Regions from separate parts of the Mus musculus genome. Here regions 1, 3 and 4 are each linked to region 2. Evidence: chromatin contacts called from public HiChIP or PLAC-seq and promoter capture Hi-C data. All regions are on one chromosome and are shown on one strand. Each heading gives the region's core, a stretch centred on a gene start, on an enhancer-like site or on the middle of the called end of the contact. The rest is flanking DNA. Distances are from core to core; before and after follow the strand shown. Region 1 has its middle 19 kb from the start of Gm23981. Region 2 holds the start of Tmem184c (transmembrane protein 184C). Region 3 overlaps Arhgap10 (Rho GTPase activating protein 10). Region 4 has its middle 35 kb from the start of Gm23981.

Evidence for each region. Promoter capture Hi-C pulls out the DNA fragments that hold promoters and counts their contacts. HiChIP or PLAC-seq counts read pairs in DNA pulled down with a chosen protein or histone mark.
Region 1: a promoter capture Hi-C map of the 3T3-L1 cell line shows a contact between it and region 2, with 2.8 times the contacts expected there. The contact joins the enhancer-like site here to the promoter of Tmem184c in region 2. A contact is called at or near these places in 3 of 39 promoter capture datasets (the 3T3-L1 cell line and frontonasal cranial neural crest), 3 of 484 Hi-C or Micro-C datasets (3T3-L1-derived adipocytes, embryonic fibroblasts and nephron progenitors), 1 of 115 datasets of contacts at active chromatin or transcription factors (embryonic stem cells) and 1 of 9 other capture datasets (adipose tissue).
Region 3: a promoter capture Hi-C map of macrophages shows a contact between it and region 2, with 5 read pairs. The contact joins the enhancer-like site here to the promoter of Tmem184c in region 2. A contact is called at or near these places in 6 of 39 promoter capture datasets (the C10 cell line, the HPC-7 cell line, macrophages and 1 more), 3 of 115 datasets of contacts at active chromatin or transcription factors (effector CD8 T cells, embryonic limb bud and memory CD8 T cells) and 2 of 9 other capture datasets (adipose tissue and liver).
Region 4: a contact with region 2 is called in an H3K4me3 HiChIP or PLAC-seq map of craniofacial prominence, with 4 times the contacts expected there. The contact joins the enhancer-like site here to the promoter of Tmem184c in region 2. A contact is called at or near these places in 1 of 39 promoter capture datasets (the 3T3-L1 cell line), 4 of 484 Hi-C or Micro-C datasets (3T3-L1-derived adipocytes, embryonic fibroblasts, embryonic stem cells and 1 more) and 2 of 115 datasets of contacts at active chromatin or transcription factors (craniofacial prominence and embryonic stem cells).

Annotation. Positions count from the first base shown.
Region 1 is chr8:77,824,557-77,828,036 of GRCm38.p6, forward strand. No RefSeq gene overlaps it. Among named protein-coding and RNA genes, the nearest start is that of Gm23981, 19 kb to the left of the region's middle. Within about 2 kb of position 1,410, at least 19 of the 459 cell types and tissues checked have an H3K27ac peak or open chromatin away from gene starts, as enhancers often do. A contact at or near this core is called in 3T3-L1-derived adipocytes and adipose tissue, where this site is marked.
Region 2 is chr8:77,609,044-77,612,285 of GRCm38.p6, forward strand. It overlaps Tmem184c (transmembrane protein 184C), which reads right to left and starts at 1,610. Exons shown (of 10, transcript NM_145599.4): 1 at 1,060-1,610. The coding sequence starts at 1,182. It overlaps Gm39200 (a long non-coding RNA gene), which reads left to right and starts at 3,038. Exons shown (of 3, transcript XR_878939.2): 1 at 3,038-3,186.
Region 3 is chr8:77,442,719-77,445,970 of GRCm38.p6, forward strand. The region is part of intron 3 of Arhgap10 (Rho GTPase activating protein 10); the gene reads right to left. Among named protein-coding and RNA genes, the nearest start is that of 0610038B21Rik, 73 kb to the right of the region's middle. Within about 2 kb of position 1,968, at least 69 of the 459 cell types and tissues checked have an H3K27ac peak or open chromatin away from gene starts, as enhancers often do. A contact at or near this core is called in adipose tissue and macrophages, where this site is marked.
Region 4 is chr8:77,840,601-77,844,002 of GRCm38.p6, forward strand. No RefSeq gene overlaps it. Among named protein-coding and RNA genes, the nearest start is that of Gm23981, 35 kb to the left of the region's middle. Within about 2 kb of position 1,986, at least 20 of the 459 cell types and tissues checked have an H3K27ac peak or open chromatin away from gene starts, as enhancers often do. A contact at or near this core is called in 3T3-L1-derived adipocytes and craniofacial prominence, where this site is marked.

The DNA of each region.
Region 1 (3,480 bases), core at 160-2,659, 220 kb after region 2:
TTTTTATTGAAATTAGTTTATTTTACTTATATAATAAAATAAAAACTATCTTATTGAAAACTGTTTTCCCCATACAATATATTCTGATTACAGTTTCTCTCTCTTGACTCCTCCCAGTTTACCCTCCTATCCAGATCCATACCCTTTCTGTTTCTTCTTAGAAATGAACAGGTATCTAAGAAATAATAATGAAATAAAATACAATAAAAACAAGCAAAAAGGAGTAGGACAAGATAAACAGAAGAAAAAGAGCCTAAGAGAAGGCATGAGAAACACGTATAGATGCAGACACACACATTTGCATATACAGAAACCTCATTAAAACACAAAACCAGAAGGCATCAGAGTATGTACACAAAGGACCTGCAAGAAATCTTCTTGAAATAGACATTTTTCCTGTTGTTAGATATAGGTACCTTGAGTGTCAACATCTCATAATAAAATGCCCTTACGTGGTAGCTTTGCAAAATGAAAACTACCCCAATATGACTAACATTAGCTTAATTAAGTACCTTATGATTCTGGTCTTTATCAGTTTCAATTGTTCCATTTGGGCCTTTCCTGAGGTCTGCCATGAAAGACAGGGTCTTTGCTGGCTTGGTGTCTTGTCTGTAGAAGAGCTTAAAAGGCTCTGTCCTCACATCTGTCAGGAGGTACCAACTGCCCCAGGGTCACTCCCTTGGGTGAACTTCTTGGCCTCCACATTGCAGCCCCATGTTTCTTGATGCCCTGCGCTAGTGGACATGGCATAGTCTGTCAAAGTCTGCTAGGAAATCACAAATTTCACCTCTGTAAATTGAAGCTACTCACAAGGTCATCCCACATCCAAGGGAAGAAGAAATATACCCAACCACCGGATGAGAAAATGACCAAGTCACACTGTAACTTGTTAACACCCAGGGGTGAATGAGCCTGTTGTGGCTGTCCTTACTAGCTGTCTGTATGTCTCCTTACCCTTATAGAGAGTAATTTTTCAAAAATTTACATATATATATATATATATATATGCTTTATGTATGTATATGTACACACATATATGTACCTATGGATTTCATAAACATGTGAATCTATTATAGGGTTAAGCTCGGCAGTGTGCATGCATGTACTCACAGTGGGCTTATGAATAATGAGATGATTTACCGTTTGAACTCATAGTGGGCTTGTGAATATGACATGATTTACAGTTATGCACAGTGACATCCAGGTGGGAGTTGCTTCTGATTGTCTGCTATTTTCTCTAACACCACTTGTAAAGCATCCAAGCAATAAATACTTCTTAGAGGATGTTCAGCTCCTCAATATGAAATACATTTTGTTTGGATAAGGAATGTGTAATCCCTCCTTTGCCCTTGGTTTGCTTTGGCTCTTAGAGAACTCTGTTGTCATTTGTCACCATCTGCCCCTGTTATTAGAGTAGACAGACTCAGCTCTCTCTGCCCAGAATTGCTTTTCCCTTTCTAGTTCAGCGTTCTTACTGTGTATGGGGATTTACTTTAAGGCACCACTATCATTTCTGAAATTGGATAAGATGCAATCAAAATATTAAAAACATAGCCATATGAGACAGGAGAGATGACTCAGTGGTTAAAAGTATGGACTGCTCTTGCAGAAGATCCAAGTTTGTTGCCAGCACCCACAACTGTCTATAACTCCATCTGGGGGATCCTGCCACCTCTGGGTTCCATGGGCACTTCGTGTGCACATACACACCCTGTCCTGCCCCATTAAACTAAAAGTAAAATATACTATTAAGCCTATGATAGTCCTAGATGGGTTTCCACTTTAGAAAATGACATTAGTAGACTCCAGGCAGACAAAGGAACCAAATGTTGGAACTCTTTCACTTTGGTAATGTGTAGCATTAGCTTATGCAATCAAATTGTTCCAACAGTGGAGGCGAGATCCCCAGAGAGCCACTGGGCTCAAATGGCTTAATGTGTTCTTTTTTCTCACGGGTTGCAATCAATCATTTAGAAGATCCTCAGTGACTCATCCTTAAGAAAACAAAAAGTCATAGATTTCATGTTTTCATTTTCATCTCTGCTCTAATTTTACCTCCTTCAGACTCAGAAGGGATTTTTTAATTGAAGACTCATTCATTTGGTTATTGGCTAATGGGAGATTGAATAATCAAGCATAGGCTATCCTTAGTTAAACTTACAGTTTCCTGCTTTGGATGCTTGCCATTTCCTTTGGTTAACTTTCTGAATTACAAACCCCCAACGTATTCTCTTTATACAAAATAGTTTTCTTTTCTCTTTATACAACTTTTTCTTTTCTCTGCAAAAATAATCCAAATGGATTTCCCATATACATCTGCACTAATATTTCAGCTTGCATCTGTTTTTTACCTTTTGGCCTAGAAATACAAGGAGTTGAGGTGTTTTGGGGGGCTCTGCTGTGGTAGCTGCTCAGTTACTGAAGCACATTTCAGCTTTTCAGGGGTTGCTTACATTCCTGACTCTTGTAGCTAGAACATAGTCACTGCCATGAAGACAGACTGAAATAGAAGTTATTCTGCTCACTGGACTTTTTGACAGGTGTTCAGGAGCCTGTCCACTGCCACATCACTCTCATTGTTCCACAATTATTATCTGACTTCCTAAACCATAAACAGACTAAAGCAGCCAAGCCGAGGAAGTGGGTGAGTTGCTTAAGAATCTTTCTTCAAAAGGTGGCAACTTGACAGCTCAACCATGATAAACCAATCCAATCCAAACCAAATCAAACCAAACTAAACCAAATCAAACCCAACCCAACCCAACCAACCAACCAACCAAACAAACAAACAAACAAACAACCAAACAAACAAACAAACAAAACAGCAAGAGAACAGACTCAGAACTTCAAAAGCATAGCAATTTCAGGCACATGAGCATGATCACTGCTGAGCTAATGATCAGTAAAGTCCAAGAACAACATCCCAGAGCTTATACCGATGCAGAGTGTACCACTCACAAATGCAGCCTCGACGTGCCAGGATAAGCTTACATTGAATTCAAGCAGTCAATTTTAAAGACATGTTAAGATTTCCACCAGATTGTTGTTATTACTTTTAATCTTGTTAGTGTCTGTTCCTTAAAGGTTTAAGTTCAATTAATGGGAACATTTATTATGCTGCATGATTCACTGACCATCCTTTGTATGTGTTTTTATGGCACATGTAATATAGACCAGGCACCAACTAGAAGCTGTGTCCACAACAGTGAATCAAACAAACACTAGTGCTGCCTGAGGGCTTGGCTTGCACTGAAATGATGGGCCTATTAGACAAGAAAAGAAAAAACAAAAAGAAAACAAAACAAAAACCATATATGTGGGCAACACAAATAAAGCTACAAGGGAAAAACTGCATGGTGTAATGTTGAATTCCAAGAATGAGTATGGGGGGGTAGAGGTATTATAGGTCACTCAGAATTATCAGACAGGAGCAAGGAAGTGCCTCTAAAAATGCCAGGATGGAGGCAGTAATGAGAGGGA
Region 2 (3,242 bases), core at 360-2,859:
ACACACTGATTAAAATATTTTCCATAATCAAAGGGGGGTGGGTTGTATGCATCTACCTGGTCTGCCATAACTCTTCCAAAATAACTGTTTCTTAATAAAAGTACTTTTTGGTTATTAATTCTAAGTTTTCACTTTATAGATATACTATAGACATAGGTTAGCTATCCAGCTTGTAATACTTTACTAATGTCACAACATGACATCAACAAAGAGGGCCAGAGAGATGTCTCAGCTGGTAGGTGCCTGTCTCCAACCCTGATAGATTCAGCTCAGTCCTCAGCACTCATTATGATGAGAGAGCAGAGCCAACTGCTCCAAGTTGTCCACCTTCAGACCTCCACAACTGGACCATCCCACGAACACACCAACAAATACACCTTTTTTTTTTTTTAAATATAAAGGAACACACAGGGGATGTTTGTAAAATTTTTGCTTTGGTTAAGGAGTAACTTCAGGTCTGGGGATGAAGCTCAGATGGTAGAGTGCTTGCCTCAAATAAACAAAGCCCTGGGTTCAATCCCTGCATTGAGTAAACAGAATGATGGATACACCGGTAATCCAAGCACTGGGAAGTTTGGATGCAGGAGGATCATCCTAGTCTACAAAGCAAAATCCAGAACAGCCTGGTTTACAGGAGATTTTAAGGAAAGAAACAAAGAAAACTTGTAACTTCAAACGTAAAGTTAATTAGCAAAGTCAATTTAACAAGAATCCTTTGGTTCCAGAAAACCGGCTAAAAGCCTATAAAATCCAGAACATAGTTTTTAAGATGGTTTATTTGGTCTGGTCAAGCCCTAGTACCTGCATAGCAGATCTGATTTCAAGAATAAAGTTCTTTCTGGGACTGATGAATATTGGGAAAGCGCCCATTGTAAGTAGGTGCTTTAACTATTTGTTTCTCGACCCGGACCTACCTCCAGTTGTAGCGGCTAAATAAAACCAGTCAGGTTGGTTTAATGTCCACAGACGAAATGTTTTTCAGACCTCAAGCATTAGAAGGCAGACAAAGGAACTCTGTCAACCAGCGGAAGAAAGGGTAGAGGTGCAGGACCCTCTTACCTTCATTTTTTGAAACTTCCAAATGCATATCGGAACCGCGACCAGGATGGTTGTTGCGTAAAAAAGTACCAACAGGGGTCGGATCCATCTCCTCCAGTTACTCCGATTACATGCGCAAGGCATGTTCTGTAACAGATTCTCTTTGAGTAGCTGAATAATCGAACCAAACCAAGAATTTGGCAAGTTCGCTTTTTCGGTTGTCTTCTCCGCTGGCGCCCTATAGGAAAAGATTTACTAGCCGCTGGCGCCGCGTTCTCGGGTCGCTCTGTGTTTGCGGCTGCTGCAGCGGTGGCCGCTCGGGATGCTCGCAGGTGCAGGCTGCATCCTCGCCGGCCAACCCGCATGGACTCAGTGCCGCCGCGGCGTCGCCTCCGCCTCACCTGGAGGTCACCCAGAGTCTCCGCTGCATCGTGACCCCGAGGACTATCAGGGTAAACTAGGGATTCTAGGCACTCGGGGTCTGACCTGCATCTGGTACCCTACCAGCCCTCTCCCTAGTCCAGCTCTGGCAGGCTAGTCTCCGCCCCCGGAAGACCCGGCCCAGAACTTCCTCACTCACGGCTTTGGAACCTCTACAGTACTCATCTTCAGAACTCATCTTCCGCCGACTATTCCACTTCCGTTTCCGATCAGATGCTTGCAGCAAATGATTTGCTCTGAGTTTCAAGCTGAGCTAAACCTTGTCCCGCAACGCAAAGCATTGTGATTGGTCAGTTACGGAGGAGGGCGTGGCTGTAACCTAGGTTACCGAGAGGGCGTGGCAAGGGCAGGAAGGAGAGTAGCGGCGGATTTCTGGCATCTCTAATTTACCTAGTCTAAGTGGTTCCCTAAAAGGGCTCCGAAAGTTGTAGGAACTGGGGACGTTTCAGAAACACCCGCTACATTCCTGAGACTTTACTCCATCTAAAGAAAAGTCATAGTGAGGGGCAGTCACTGTGGAGTGGAACTTGAAATAGCTTTATTTTTCTCAGAAGGCTTCCCAGTTGTCTTTAGGGGTGGAATGGGAAGCCCGCTGGAATAAGACAGAATAGGTTAGATTTCAGTCAGTTGCTAGAGTTTAGGGTCCTAAGGAGGAATTTGTCTGCATAATTTCTAGACCCGGCAGAAGAATCATTCTAAGAATAGCTTTTTTGAAAGTAACCGCCAATATGAAATGTTCACGTTTCAAACTTGAGTTAAAAAAAAAACAAAATCTTATTTAAGATTTAAAAGGTTGGTATTCTGACATCTGTTCTATACACCTAAAGCTTTTAGCTGTATAGCTTTACAGATCAATGACACATGGGATCTTAAATTCTTTCTAAATCAAGGGAACAAGCAAACATCTGAGTCCCGACTAGACACTGAACACTGCATATATTGTCATTTTCTGAAATCAAACACTAACTTCTCTACCCATTTTGTATGAGTTGATCTGCATAAAAGTACCGAGTAGCGATGGGTAGTTTTCTGTTTCACAGATGAGAAAAGTGTCAAGTGATTAATAGTACCTATTAAGTAATAGAGCTGTTTTCTCTGACTTTGGACTCTGCTTGATGTTTAAATATTTGCCATCACCTGCAACCAGGGGACTTCTGCCTATTAGCCATCTGGACAAAATGTCATGGACCAGAGTCTCAAAGTATACAGATGAAATCACATTCCTCAGTTACCAGAGCCTGGAGTCTGACTTCTGCAGTCTTTCTCCTGTGATCTCCATTTTGCACATTTCCTTAAAGGGGCTGTAGGACTTTAGTTTGGTCTACACTATAAGTTAAAATAGTTGGTTTTAAGGAAATTCCTAACCATTAATGAAATCTTGGTATACTGTTGAAGTTCAGAAAATTAGGGAAAACTCTTGCTTTACAGCTTATCACCACTACTTATTTCTTGGCAAATGGCAGTCTTTTTGGATAGGCTGTCTAACAGGACTTGTTTCTGTGTGTCCAGCCACACTCTTACTGCTTCTGATAGCCATCTTCTCCATTCCTTCTCATAGGAAGCCAATTTTTTACACAATTTCTGAAATCTATTTCTGCACTCTAGTGCTGAGCCCGGTATGGCTATGGTGGGGACAGAGTGACATGGTTCCTGCCCTTGGGACAAGTCCTCCAGTGTGAGCCTCCATGAGTGTGATGGCTGCTGTGGGTATGTATTTCACATTCCTCCTAGGGATGTCCTCCCAGTTAACCTAAGGACTCAGT
Region 3 (3,252 bases), core at 718-3,217, 170 kb before region 2:
CCCAAAAACGGTTTCAAGTCTCCTGGCCATATCAGTCACACTCATACCACAATTACGAGTTACGTTTATCATGGATATAATTCCTTAAGTATTCTAGATATGCAAAAATGAATCCCCAACCGGGACATTCCTGACAGCAAGATTTACAATAGCATGCATACCTGACTAAACATATACAACAAAAGGATGATGAATTAAATTAAATGAAAATATTATCATCATTTTCAAAGAAAGAAAGAAACCTTTGTAAAATAAGTAACGGGCAACTTTTGCTTTTGTGTAGTTTTGTATCAGGTTTTCGGAGACGGGGTTAATTTGTCTAGGCTTGGTTGTCCTAAAGTTGGCCTCTAACTCATAGACATCCACCTGCCTCTAACTCCCAAGTGCTGGGATTAAAGGTGTGGCCCACTACGCCTCACACTGTCATGGACAGCTTTTAAAACAAAGTAAGAGAGTCATAGAAAAATGTGTCACTTTCTCTGGAGGAGGAGAACTGACTACTCATTTGTTATTACACACGTGACTTGTGAACAGAAAGCATAGACCGTCAAGTGGTTTATACCATTTATGGTATAAATTCACATTCATAAGCAACGTTCAACAAGAGTTGTATGGTCAGTCACGGGGAAGCCCACAGTTAAAGAGTATATGATCAGTCATGGAGGAACACAGCAGGAATGAAGCAAGCCATAGCACAGTGCTGCCCACATGGGGTGGACACTGCCACTCAGTTAACCCTTTCTGGAAACGCCCCCACAGACAAGCCTAAAGTCGGGTCTCCTGTGCAATTCCAAATCCTATCAAGGTGACAATGGAAACCAACCATCACACTAGATGGTGATGCTGGCCTAGACACCATGTTCAAAGAACACCTGCTGTGGGACACACTGAAGAAGGAGCACTACCAAAAAGCAAAAACATTCATTTACTTTAATATTACTTCAGTAACATTATAAAACATTTCTATAGAAAAAAGTTATAGCCGGGCGTTGGTGGCGCACGCCTTTAATCCCAGCACTCGGGAGGCAGAAGCAGGCGGATTTCTGAGTTCGAGGTCAGCCTGGTCTACAGAGTGAGTTCCAGGTCAGCCAAGGGCTACACAGAGAAACCCTGTCTCGAAAAACCAAAAAAAAAAAAAAAAAAAAAAAAAAGAAAGAAAGAAAGAAAGAAAGAAAGGAAAAAAGTTATAGTTTAGAATAAAAACCAAGTGTCAAACACCAAAGTGGTTATAGCAGAACTCAGAAAGTGTGTGTGTGTGTGTGTGTGTGTGTGTGTGTGTAATACATAAAGGTGAAGAGGTTGCCCTGCCCAGACCTCCTGCGTCTAAGGTGCCTCTGGGCTCCCCTGGAAAGCTCCACCTTCCATCTCCCCCACGCACTGTTCCTGCATCTTTTCTAACTCTCTAGTCCAAACCCCAACTCTGATTTGCCAGGATGCTCAGAAACTGAATCCTCACAGGCTGGCAAGAAAACAAAACTCAGTCTGTTCAAAGGATTTACTCAGAGAAGTAAATACAGTACACAGGGCTTTTTAGAGATGCTCATAAATGCTGCCACACTATTTTTAAAGTCCTCAGACTCCTGGACAGCTGCCCACCTCAGATAAGCACAGCATGTCCTGTCAGGCCACACAGAACATCACAGGAATGCTGGCAGCTCCCCTCAGACAGCATGCACACACGCAACCCTGCCAGGTCTGGCCTCTTACTATGGTCCAGCTCAGATCCCTAGTTTAGGTCTCTTCACTTCCACAGTCAGGGTCAGAAACACTACAAGAAAAAGTTATGCACCTCGAAACCCTGTCCTGAAAAACACAACACTGACAGCGCTGAGCGCATCCGCTCAAGAAGACCAAATGTTTGGGTGTGAAAGCAAACAGTGACTTCTTTTCCTAAACTGGTACTCTGCCTGCTTCCTTTTCCAGTGAGTCACGGATTTCAGTTCATAGTTTTGCTGGATGCCAGGGACTGAATCTTCACTCTGAGCACCCTCTATACTGAGCCACACCCGTAAACTCTGTATTAATAGCAACCGAGGAGTTTGGGGGACACTCAAACACATACTTCACTCTCCTTGAAATGGAAGCAGATTCCCTCTCAAGACGGACGCAGCATTTCAGCTCAGCTGTGCTTAAGTGACTAACTGATGTATGCCGGCTCTGCACTGACCTCTCCAGGACCCCCACTGCCTCTGGTACTGCAGAATTACTGAGCGCACAGGCTTTTGACCACTTCCCCTAGTGGATATCCACCTACTCAAGAGACAGAACTGTGTCACACTGTCACAACCCAGCACTGGGCATGTAGCAAGCACATAGTGGTATTTGCTAAATTAAAGATGTATGGCCCTGCTTAGGTCTGGAGTAGGCATATGAACATGCTGCTGACAGCTTAAACAGATAGGGAGTTGGTAGCCAACTTCCAGACAGATGAATTTACCTGCTAAAGCCCAAAGTCCCACAAAAAAGATATTCAGAAAAAAAAGGAAGGAAGGAAGGAAGGAAGGAAGGAAGGAAGGAAGGAAGGAAGAGAGAGAGAGAAAGAAAGAAAGAAAGAAAGAAAGAAAGAAAGAGAAAGAAAGAAAGAAAGAAAGAAAGAAAGAAAGAAAGAAAGAAAGAAAAACTTTCTACAATATTTAGCATTTGTAGCTGCTTGTATTACAAATGCCAATATGTTCCCCCAAAACTGTTTGGGTGGGAAGGTCTGCGCTTAGCTTCTGGGAACCTGCCCCCAGTTGGTTCTGATTGGTAAATAAAGATGGGAGGAGAGACAGAGGCGGGATTTTAGAATTTCCCAGGTCCAGAGAAAGGAGAAAGGAGAAAGAGAGGAGAGGATAGGAGAAGAGAGAGAAAGAAGGGAAGGGGAAAGGAAGGGAGGGGAGGGGAGGGGAGGGGAGGGGAGGAAACAGAGAAAGAGAAAGACAGAGACAGAGACAGAGACAGAGACAGAGACAGAGACAGAGACAGAGACAGAGACAGATCCTCCATGCAGGGAGAGTGTGGAAGAGAGGAGAGCAGCCATGCCTGAGAATGGTGCAGGACAGAGAGGCATGGCCGCCACGTGGAGTACTGGGAGAGCTCGTCCCAGAGCTGCCCACCTGGGTCCAGGGCAACAAAAACAGAACATAGAAGTAGTTAAGTAGTAACTTGGGATATTCAGCAGGAGATAGATTAACTATGCAGAGGTTAGGCAGTGGCCCAGCTATTGTGTTGTTCAAGGCATGATAAAATATAAAGGCTGTGTGTGTGTGTGTG
Region 4 (3,402 bases), core at 736-3,235, 230 kb after region 2:
CTTTGTGACCAGAAACCCCACAAAATCCTAGTGTCTGTTGAATCTATTGATGAACAAAATATCCCCCTCCCCCAGGTCACTTGCTTTCATTTTCATTTTCTGGAAGTTTAAAAGCAATATGGTCTTCCAATATATTCCAGCATAGTTTGAGAATGCTTAGAAAACACAACAGGCCCCGAGTGTCAGTGAGTTGGAAATATGGTGAGTGTGAGCAAGAGAGAAGAAAATAATCATATGCTCTATCTCCATCATACGCTCTATCTCCATCATACGCTCTATCTCCATCATATGCTCTATCTCCATCATATGCTCTATCTCCATCATATGCTCTGTCTCCATCATATGCTCTATCTCCATCATATGCTCTATCTCCATCATATGCTCTGTCTCCACCATATGCTCTGTCTCCATCATATGCTCTAGCTCCATCATATGCTCTAGCTCCATCATATGCTCTAGCTCCATCATATGCTCTGTCTCCATCATATGCTCTATCTCCATCATATGCTCTGTCTCCACCATATGCTCTGTCTCCATCATATGCTCTATCTCCATCATATGCTCTATCGCCATCATATGCTCTATCTCCATCATATGCTCTATCTCCATCATATGCTCTATCTCCATCATATGCTCTATCTCCATCATATGCTCTATCTCCATCATATGCTCTATCTCCATCATATGCTCTATCTCCATCATATGCTCTGTCTCCATCATATGCTCTATCTCCATCATATGCTCTATCTCCATCATATGCTCTGTCTCCATCATATGCTCTGTCTCCACCATATGCTCTGTCTCCATCATATGCTCTATCTCCATCATATGCTCTGTCTCCATCATATGCTCTATCTCCATCATATGCTCTGTCTCCATCATATGCTCTGTCTCCACCATATGCTCTGTCTCCATCATATGCTCTGTCTCCATCATATGCTCTGTCTCCATCATATGCTCTATCGCCATCATATGCTTTATCTCCATCATATGCTCTGTCTCCATCATATGCTCTATCTCCATCATATGCTCTATCTCCATCATATGCTCTATCTCCATCATATGCTCTATCTCCATCATATGCTCTGTCTCCATCATATGCTCTATCTCCATCATATGCTCTATCTCCATCATATGCTCTGTCTCCATCATATGCTCTATCTCCACCATATGCTCTGTCTCCATCATATGCTCTATCTCCACCATATGCTCTGTCTCCATCATATGCTCTATCTCCATCATATGCTCTGTCTCCATCATATGCTGGTCCAGTTAATTTTTGAATGATCTGGAAGATAGCAGAGGGACACATCTCTGGGAATCCCATCAGAGTGTCAGAAGTAAGCCTTCAGTGGCTGGAGAGGCAGTGTCTACAACAAGAATTAGCTTTGGGCAAGTTGAGAGGGAAATGTGGCTGGGTGAGAGCCTCCTGAGGATGCTGGGTGATTTTAGATTAAGGCCAATAAAGAACAGGTAATCAGCCAGTTTGGTGCTCTGTCTTGAGGGAGAAACAAGGTTGCAGGGAAATCCCTCTGTAAGCCCCAGCTGATAGACATGGCCTGACATTCTGTTGTGTGATCTTTTGGAAGAGCCAGGCATCATGTGTCTTTGAAGAATAACGCAACATTTTCCTTTCAAGTTGACTTTTTATCCTCCTCATCTTGATTTATCTTTAATAAGCCCTTTGTTATCATAAAAGAGAAAGATGTCGTTCGCGATGCCAGGTTGTAAAGTAGTCCCTTTTGCTGATGGATATCCAGATAGCATAGAATGGGGGAAGCTAATCATTCAATATCCATCAGCAATTAGGCTGGACACATAAACAAGAACACATGCTGAGACTGATGTATTGACGGGAACAGTTAGGTACTTCTTTAGCAAGGTCACAGAGCCTTGCTTCCCCCATGTAGTGTATATGGGAGAAGCTGGGGGAGGGCAGAAAAAATAAGCACAAGCCAAAGACAGACTTGAAAAATAAGCAGCAACATCTGGCAAACGAATTCCTCCCACGTACATAGGAAGGACGCCTCGGGGCAGCGAATGGGAAATGTTTATCTTGGCAGCATGTTGGCTTAATGTCCACCAAGTCTGTGAATGAGCTCTGCTTGGGTTTCTGTGTCTCTTGGTGTTGGACCTAACACCTGATGGTCACAAGCAGCCATTCCTCAGCCCTTCTCAAGCATCAGAGCTATACTTGGAAGTCTTCTCAAAAGGTTCTGAAGTATGAAAGATAATATAATGCCTCATTATTTAAAATGCTGATGATACTGTTTTAATAACATTTCAAATGTCAGCCTAGTCACAGCAGTGTGGCACATGTCCTCCTCGTTAAGCTCTTGGTACACAGCTACTCACATGAACTGATTAATGATGCATCAATCCAGAGTTATGTAACATGTTACTGTGTATCCCATCCCTAAATCTACAAAGGAGCCTTCAAGCATTTTCTTACTAGGCTGGATCTATTTTTTATGGTTGGAGAAAGAAGAAAAAGTATATTACATGCTAAGAAAAATAAATAAAACAGAAGTTTATAAAACAGAAAACTTGGAGGGTTTTTTTTTTCTAAATCATATAGGAATAATTTCTTGATTCTATGAAACTCTAAAACAAAATATTGTGAAATGATTTTTTATATTGTAGGTACCATTTTAAAGATAATATATAGATAGCAAAGCTTGCAAATTCTATTGTGGGAATTTTGTGACTTATTGCTTCTCAGTGCAAAGGGAGTGGAGCAATGTGTTGTGTTCTGTTATGGGAGGAGCGTGGGACATGGGCTGAATGTCTACTCAAACTTCCTACCTCACTCCCTTATCGTCCCCATTGCTCAATCATTACCATTCATGAAAAACAGATGTAGGCTGAATCACTGACGTGTGGAATAATTCTACCTTAGTTATGAGAACCATGAGTGTCATGGTTTCAGGATTTTTATGACAATGCTGCAGGCTTATCCTGTTTTGTTTTAATTTTTAGGTATAGGTTTTTCACATAGAGAGACCATTTGTTTCTTTGAAGCCATGCACTTCTTGATAAATTACCCTTGGAACATCGTAAGCCTTTCTATACCCATGATCTACAAGGGAAAGAAAAGTCCTGGGATCCCCCAAAATCATGTCATTACCCTGGAACTTACATGAACAGTGGTTATCTGAAGAACAGCAACACAGGGACTAAGCCACCCGTGGGAAGCCCCTCAGTTGCCCTACAAGACAGAAAAACAGTCACAGACAGAAAACACATTAGTTACCCTGTTGCATGTTACTGTGTGGGGGGAAACAGCATAAAGAAAATAATTTACAGGCAGGCTCGGTGAGTAAAGGCTCAAGGTGATGATCATGGTGACCTGAGCTCTATCCCCAGGACCCACAAGGTGGGAGAAGAGAGCCAACTCCTGCA